Regions from separate parts of the Ovis aries genome. Here region 2 is linked to region 1. Evidence: chromatin contacts called from public Hi-C data. All regions are on one chromosome and are shown on one strand. The core of a region is the stretch at or near the end of the contact, and the rest is flanking DNA. Distances in the headings are between cores, read along the strand shown.

What was found. Hi-C and Micro-C count contacts between places; a contact is called where the count stands out from the background.
Region 2: a Hi-C map of hypothalamus shows a contact between it and region 1, with 2.4 times the contacts expected there. The contact joins the enhancer-like site here to the promoter of HK3 in region 1. A contact is called at or near these places in 5 of 16 Hi-C or Micro-C datasets (blood and hypothalamus).

The regions. Positions count from the first base shown.
Region 1 is chr5:36,076,930-36,081,261 of ARS-UI_Ramb_v3.0, reverse strand. It overlaps HK3 (hexokinase 3), which reads left to right and starts at 2,140. Exons shown (of 18, transcript XM_060415696.1): 1 at 2,140-2,228.
Region 2 is chr5:36,118,951-36,123,447 of ARS-UI_Ramb_v3.0, reverse strand. All of the region lies in intron 10 of UIMC1 (ubiquitin interaction motif containing 1), which reads left to right. Among named protein-coding and RNA genes, the nearest start is that of HK3, 42 kb to the right of the region's middle. Within about 2 kb of position 3,062, at least 5 of the 54 cell types and tissues checked have an H3K27ac peak or open chromatin away from gene starts, as enhancers often do. A contact at or near this core is called in hypothalamus, where this site is marked.

The DNA.
Region 1 (4,332 bases), core at 891-3,390:
CAGGCAGATCAGCATGAACAAAACACTTAACAGTAAAGAGCAGCTTGATGGGTATAGGAGAGCTGGAGTAAAAGGGCATGGGGGGAAAGGCAGGAAGCTTATTTGGGCTTGAGGGCCTGTGTGCCTGGCCTTGGGGCACTGTCAGCTGTGAGAAGCAAGCCTGGGAGCAGCTCAGAACAAGGATGGCCTGGCTCTCATCCCAGCCATGGTACTTGGGCTACAGCCCACGTTTCCCCCAGCTATCTGCCTCTCCTGTTTCCTTAGTTCCCCCTGAACAGCTGGAGATTGGCGCTTAGGGTCCATGAGGACCCTTGTCAGGACTTGTCCTTCCCCTTGTTGGTCAGTGGTCATCTGGTCTGAAGAGAACTGCTGATCCCTGCTATGCCTCTGCTCCAGTCAGGGCTGTCACAGTAGTTCACAGACCCCAAGCCCAGGCTGCTTCCTCCCTGCATAGGCTCTGACATAGGCCTTCTTTGACACTCTGCCTAGGGTACTGGGACCCCTGCTGCTGGGGAAATAGACATGGGACTCCAGAAATACAGACAAAGAGCCCTGGCATTGCTTGTCAGGGATGTATCCTCACTCAGGTTCAGGAGAGAGCAAACTGTCAGCATGAATCACAGCTGGGCCTTTGGCATTCAGTTCTGTGTTCTCTCCTAACTAAACAAAGTTGAGAGAGACGAGCCCCAGGCTAGGCAGGCTGCTATGTTGTGAATGACGGCCACTCTGTCCTCCCCACCCCCATTCCCAATTTTCCTGCCTTTAGAGCTTATCTGCCTGATTGCTGCCCACTGAACTGTGCAGTGGGGCTGATGTCTGGCATGTTTCCAGGTCCAGTCATGCCCCAGACTGACAGAACAGGTATCATCCTCGGTCTCCATCCTGGTGTCATGTGTAGGCCGAGTACTGTTATGGTTAATGGTAGGGTTACTGTTGATGAGGTAGCCGGAAGTTTTAAAGTATCTGCTCACCAATTTCGAGGGAAATTGGTGCACTATGTCTAGTTACCATGGTGGGTAGGTGTCTCAGTCCATTTGGCTTGCTATTAAATACTACCACAGACTGAGTGGCTTATAAACAATGGGAATGTATTTCTCACAGTTCTGGCAGCTGGACATCTAAGATCAATGTGCCAACATGGATGAAGGCCCTCTTCCAGGTTGCAGACCACCCACTTCCTGTATCCTCACATGGCAGAAGAGGCAAGGGAGCTCTCAGTGACATATGATGAGAACACTGGTCCCATTCATTAGGGTTTCACCCTTAGGACCTAATCACCTCCCAAAGACCCTACTTCCTAATACCATCATCTTCAGCATGAGGCTTTCAACATAAGGATTAGGTTGGTGGGGGTGAGGGACAAAACTGTTTAGACCACAACACTGGGCACAGTGATATCCCAGCTTTCTGCACATTCCAGAAGACATTCAGGGAAAACCAGCTGGCTAGCCCACAGCTCCACTGCAGCTTGAGATTCCTCTTCCCCTTCTGGTAGGGAAGTCCCACAGTGTGAACCTACTGTTAACCTCTTGGCCTATAGACTAAACTCCAGTCTGGCTGCCTCTCATCCCACCATATATCCTCACCTACATGTGTCATCTTGAGGTCCTTGGAGCTGAACCCCAATTCCATGAAGTTGCCTTGTGCTCCGTGATTTTGTACATGTTGTTCTCTTTGTCAAGGACACACTCCCACTCTTCCTTCAGTGCTCAGCTTCCTCAATTTCTGCCCACTCTGGGGCAGGGTTAGTCTCTTCCTCTTGTACTCCCACATTGCCTCTTGTTCATTTAGTAAGTCCTTCCATGTTTTGGAAAATTGTCCATTGAATTGCGTATTTCCCAGGTTAGGTTCCTCTAGTTCCTTTCCAGTGGTAAGCCAGCACTTCAGAACTCAGACTCGGAGTGCCTGTAAAATGGATGGAGCTTCCCAGCATTGCAGAGGGGATATCCTAGGGCTCTTGACTCAGTTCAAAACTCTCAACTTCCTGTGGTGATCTTGCTTAAATTTGCACCATGGTCCTGCCTAACCCAGCCTCCCCTTAAGACAGACTCAGAGGGAAGTGCACCTTCCTGAGTTAGCTGGTGTCTAGTGAGAGGGTGGGGCTTGGTGACATTGTAACTCATATCACTGGTGAGTTTCACTTTGGAGTGCAAACCAGGCCAGTGGATGTCTCGTTGAGAAAGAAGAGCTCAGATCTAAGGAGAGTGACCAACTGCTGCTTCTCCCAGGTAAGATCCTTCTCTAATTACTGCCAACCTCAGTTCCAGCCCCTTGCTCTCATCTCTCCTACTTAGGCCATCCTGGATGAGTGGAGGCTGGAAAGACTAAGTTGGCTCTTCTTTAGTGGTGGTTCCCATCCTTGGTAGAGGTCCCTGGCATACCTTTCAGAAGGAAGGCCTGTTCAATGTAGCTGACTCAGCTGAATAATGCCAAGAGGCCCCTAGTTATTCAAACATGAGACCCTAGGCTGGGTTCAGGGATCTAGTGATGTGGGAGACATGTCCCTCACCATAGGGACTCAGCTAGAAGAGACACAAATGAATGCATTTACCAGAAGTGTAAACATGGGTTACTTGAGGGAAGCTTTATAGTCTCTGATGTGTAGAAGTGCTGAATAAATATTGAATAGAAGAAGGAATGAATAAGAGAGTGAATGAATGAATGAATGAATGAGCTAGCTGGGCCTCGAAAGGAGAGTGAAATCTCACCATGTGTGTATCCCTAGGCCTTCCTCTCCCAAATATAATTGCCTTATTTACCCCATTTTATCCTCAAAAGAGACCTCTAACATATGTGGAACATATGTTTGACAGATTTGAGAGAGAGTATAGGTATATGTGACTTTGGGGAGAATTGTTGGAAACTGATTTCTTGGTTCTCTGAATAAGAAAAAACTCCCCATCTCTCAATTTTTTTGGCTGTTAGGCAAGTTTTACTGGCAGCTGCTTTGGCCAAGCTCTGTGCTGGGCACTGAAGAAATAATGACTCAGACACAGCAATTCTAGGGAAGGGTGTGAACAAAGGCTGAACAGCCAGAGATAGGACAAAGCTCGTAGTGTGTCTGGAATATGAAGGGGAGGAGCAAAAGAGGAAGCTTGGGTTGAGGACAATGTCAGGGGCCTGCAATGCCACAATAAAGTGTTGGGGACTTGTTTTTTTCTGCAGTAGAAACCATCACAGTGTGAAGGTTGTCTTCCTTTCTTAGGGGAGATGGGACTGGGGAATGACATGATAAAGTCTATTTTTGCACAGTCACTCTGGGTGACATGTTTGTTGTGGGTAGGGTGGGGAGGTAGACACACAGGAGCAAGAGTATCAATTAGGAGACTGTTGGAATAGTAAGGTGAGTAGGAGGTCTAGGACAGTGTCTGTGGGAACCGGGAGGTGGGGACGCACAGGGGAGCTCTTTCCACTCTCAGCTTTTTCATCCTGAGAAATGATTGCATAGAGGAAATGAAGGCCAGGGATGTATAGAGGCAACATGAATGCCTCCAGCCAAGGTGAAGGACAGGAGAAGAATTTCATGAGGAAAAGTGAAGGAGAAAATGAATGTGATTTTGACCATTGAGTTTGAAGAAGCTTCTCCAGCATCCAGAGATGCTAACAAACCATTGGAATTTGGCTCAGAACAGGGGTAGATTTGAGAACCTTCACACAGAGGTTTTAATCAGTCCTTGGGGATGAGTGAGATAAAGAGGAAGCATTGGAGAAGCAGGCTATGGCCAGAAACTTGAGAGCCGCATTGTTTAAGAGGAGCAAAGTAAAGGAGTTATTGATGAAGACTATGAGAGACTCAGGAAGGAGGCCAGGAAAGACTGGTGGGCGCATCTAAGAGAGAGAACTTTGCAGTGAAGAGAAGTCTCATGGCTTTGCATGCCTGAGAGGACAGAAGGGTGAGGACTGAGGAAAAGGCTGGAATTGGGCCATCAGGAGATCACAGGTGACAATAGGAAGGGCAAATTCATGGATGTGTTGGGAGTGACAGGTGGGGAGAGGTTGCGATGGTGGGAAGGCAGCTTTCCCAAAGTTTACCTGTTATAGGAGAGGGCCAGATGCCTTCTGCCCATCTTGGGCCCTCCAGTGCACCACCCCTGAAGGACACTTGAATCACTGAAGTCTTCTTTGGAAACTTCCTGGTCCCCTTATAATTCATATCCAGATGAAAAAAAAAAAAAGGCCTTGAGATGGAGAGGGTCTTCCTAGGTGGTGCTAGTGGTAAAGAACACCCCTGTCAGTGCAAGAGATATTAATCCCTGGGTCGAGAAGATCCCCTGGAGGAGGGTGTGGCAACCCACTCCAGTATTCTTGCCAGGAGAATCCCATGGACAGAGG
Region 2 (4,497 bases), core at 1,813-4,312, 41 kb before region 1:
TCAGGGATTGAACCTGTGTCTCCTGCGTTGGCAGGCAGATTTTTTTTTTTTTTTTTTTTTTAACCACTGAGCCATCATTGGCTCATTTTATTAAACATCTAGGAAGAAAAAAGTATTCATTTACTCATCCAATAAATACTTATTAAATGCCTACTATTAATACATGGAAGCTATAGTCAACAGAATATACAAAGTCCATGTTGTCAGGGATGTATTCTAGTAGTAGACTACTTCAGTAAACAAACATAGAATACATCTGAGAGAAAGAAAGTGAAAGTGTTAGTCATTCAGTCGTGTCTGACTCTGTGACCCCCTGGAGAGTAGCTCTCCAGTCTCCTCTATCCATGGAATTCTCTAGGCAAGAATACTGGAGTGGGTTGCTATTACCTTCTCCAGGGGATCTTCCCAACTCAGAGATTGAATTCAGGTCTCCTGCACTGCAGGCAGATTCTTTAACGTTTGAGCTACCCAGGAAGCCCCCTACAATATGTCATGTTGGTAAGTATTTTAGAGAAAGAAATCAAAAGAAGAGAGGAATAGAGAGTACTGAGGACAGGAGGTGGCAGTTTAAAATAGGTGGTGTGGAAGTTTCCATTGAGAAGGTGACATTTGAACAGAGGCCTGAGTGAGGGAATGAGGTGGGAGAGTTTTGAGTGGAGAGGAGAGAGTGTTACAGGCAGTGGGAACAGTAAGTTCAGAGACCCTGAGGTGTGAACAGCCTTGGTGTGTATGGGGAATGATAGAGAAGCCAGTGTGGCTGGAGTGGAGTGAGGGAGAGATTAACAAAACCAGAGAGATGATTGAGAAGGGGACAAGTGAACAGATTACGTAGAACTCGTAGGTCATTAGTGAGGAACTTGAGCTTCTAAATAAGGAAACATTGGAGGGATTTGAGCAGAAAAAATGAATTAATATTTGAACAAAGGATCACTCTGGATGCTGTGTGAATAGATTGTTGATTGATAAGGATAGAAGCTGTGAGACCAGCCAGTGTTTTATTTTTGGTAATATGATACAATGAGAGAAACATGGGCTTGGAACTAGGTAGATCTGAACTTAAATTGCAGCTGTAATACTGGTCAGCTGGGTAATATTTGACAAATTACCTTACTCTTTGAGGATCAGGTTCCTTATTTGTAAAATTAGTCTAGCATCATTAGTATTGTCATGAGAATCAGAAATACTTTTATAAAGTACCCAGCACTGTGTCTGGATTGTTTTAGATATTCAGTAAATGGTAGCTGCTGTTATTGTTCAATATTTCAGCTAGAGCTAAAAGAAGGATGAAAGACAGGGAAAGGCATTAGGGCCAAAGTGCTAAGAATAAGTTAGTGAGAAATAGATCCTAGCGGAGTTAGGAAAGCTGAAGGCATTAACTATATACTCTTTGGGCCTAGATACAGAGGTGTGAATACTGCTAGGAGTGGATTTTCTCTTCATGGATATTTCATGGAAACATAATGGTGCGTAAGCACATGGGTTGTTGTTTAGTTGCTCTGTCATGTCTTGACTCTTTGCGACCCCATGGACTGCAGCATGCCAGGCTTCTCTGTCCTTCACCATCTCCCAGAGCTTGCTCAAACTCATGTCCATTGAGTTGGTGATGCCATCCAGCCATCTTGTCCTGGGTCATCCCCTTCTCCTGCTTCAACCTTTCCCAGCATCAGGGTCTTTTCTAGTGAATCAGCTCGTCGCATCAGGTGGCGAAAGTATTGGATCTTCAGCTTCAGCATCAGTCCTTCCAATTGAATATTCAGGATTGATTTCCTACTGGTTTGATCTCCTTGCAGTCCAGAGGACTCTCAAGAATCTTCTCCAACACCACAGTTCAAAAGCATTAATTCTTCAGTGCTCAGCTTTCTTTATAGTCCAGCTCTCATATCCATACATGAGTCCTGGAAAAACCATAGCTTTGACTATACGGGTAGAGGTAAGAATCCTTAATGGAGATTTGCCTGAGAAATATCAGAGAAATACTGAGACCTAGAATAGGTTTGACGTGGGTGACTCATCAAAAATCAGAAAACCTGAACGTCTCTAGGTAAAACATTTCTTAAATTGAAGAGTTGACTTTTTCAGTTTTATATGTATGTATATGCCTACCTGAATGTAATTTGTACTCCCATTCATTCTTCTCACTTGTGTTAATGTGGCTTTTGTGGTATCTAGGAGGATTAAGTATATTACTGTTGACAACTAACTATAGAGGTGTTAATAATACATGTCAGTAGTTAGGTGTATTGTTAGGAAGTAGCTTAAGTTTAGTAGAAATAGCATGGATTATGGAAACACACTGACCTGTGGGGATATATACAAATCCAAACAAAGTGAGATTATAGTACTGTTGGGTAGATAAGACATACACATGAATAACTGTAATGCAAGATCAAAACTACTAAGGGGCATAAAGATAAATTCTGTGATGTTTCAGAAGAAATGTGATTAGAGATTTAGAAGAAAGGCATTAATGTAAAACAGCAGGCAAAAATCAAATCATATAAATAGGAAAACATGAAAGGTGTACAAAAGAGCACACAATTCAGTGTGGTTGTAGTATGGACATAATGAAAATAAATAGTAAGCAGTTGGAGAATGACAAATGTAACTTGAATTATATGAGTTGATATAGGACAAGGTATTTTTTCAACCTGTAAAAAATTATTTACGTGTTTACACCAGTGTAGTATATAGGACTCTTTTGGGTGCGAGTGTTGGAAATGCAATTCAAGTGAAAAGTGAAAGTGTTAGTCACTCGGTTATGTCTGACTCTTTGCAACCCCATGAACTATAGCCTGCCAGGCTTTCCTCTGTCCATGGAATTCTCCAGGCAAGAATGCTTGAGTGGGTAGCCATTCCCTTCTTCAGAGGGTATTCCCAACCCAGGAATCAAACCCAAGTCTCCTTCATTGCAGACAAATTCATTAGCATATGAGCCACCAGGGAAGCCCTGGTAATCTTAAGCAAAAAAGAGAATTTAGTTTGCATAATAATTAGGAAGCCTGGGATAGGCTTCAGGCTGAGCCAAATCTGGGAGCTGAGATGATGTTTCTCTGTCTTTTGGCTCTGCTTTTCTCCATTCAACAGATAGACTTTGTTATTGTTAAGGGACAGGCAGTGTCTGCCAGCAGCCATAGAGTTTTGTTTATTTATTTTTTTTTAGCCATAGAGTTTTAGCCTTTAATGGGAAAAAAGGAGTTCTTTCTCCTGAGACCATAAATCAATCTAAGAAAGACTCTGATGGTCTTTAAGTAACCACCCCTGGTTTAGTTACTATTATCAAGTGGATGGTTATGTATCATTTATTAATATGTCACAACAAATAACGGAAAACCCTGTTAGTATCTATCAGAAAATTTTATCAATTCTGATAACAGAAAACACCATATTAATTAATGTAATTAAGTGAGTTTAACATGTAAGGTTTCTTTTTCTCACATAACAAGATATCTGGAGTGAGGTAGTGGCTCAGTGACGTAATGCGGACCAAAGCTTTTCTGTTTCAGCTCTGCAGTCCTTGACTTGTAGCTTCTTGACTTATGGTTTCAAGATGGCTGTTCTATCTCTAGACCTTAAATCTGTGTTCCAGGCAGGAAGAAAGGATAAAGGAGCATGATTGTAGGTTGTAATTACTGCAATCTATTAACTTATTCCTATAATAATCTCATGGAATTGAGTTTATTCCAAATTGTGGAAAAATTAGGTCGGTTATAGATTTAGTGTTTGTTCATGTCCTTTATGTGTGTGTTTATGTGTCTTTGAAGTCAGTCATTGATTAATTTGCTGTTAATGAAGTTTTCTGTTAGGTGCTGGGAGTGTTCACAGGGTGATAAGGTGATAAGTGCTCACAGAGCTGATTGAACCTCAAATTTGTATTCAGGAAATTCACAGTCCAGTGAGGCAGACCGACTTGGACATGACTAAATATGATACAAATTAGTTGAAATGCTAAAATAGAGGCACTAATATCAGGTGTGGGTTTTTAACCCCCCCCCCTTTATTGAAAATGTGCATCTAAAATAGCAACAAGCCTTGTTAGGTGTAAATTGTTTGAATTTCTGATTTTTTCTTTAAACCACACTACAAAAAGTAAAATTACTGGATTATATATATAAAGTTTTAAGACTGTTTTCAGAAGATTCTACTCGTTTAAATTCTCATTGGCAACACATGACAGTTTTCCTTTCACCACACCATTACAGATACTGAGGAATGTTACTTTTTCTTTTTTGTTTTTAAAGCATGATATATTCATTAGATAATCAGTGATATTTCATTAAATTTTATATTTCTTTGATTAGTACAGTTGAATTTGTTTCTTTTTTAAAAAAGCCAACTTGTATTTCTTCTTTGAAAAATTGTTATCTGAACTTTCCCAAGTATCTATTGGGTTCTTAATATTTTTCTTATCAATTTATGTAAGTTCTTTAGAAATGGTATTTGTCTTTTGCTTCAAAGGTGCTTTCCAGGTTTTTCCCACCCACCCATCAGTTCTTACCA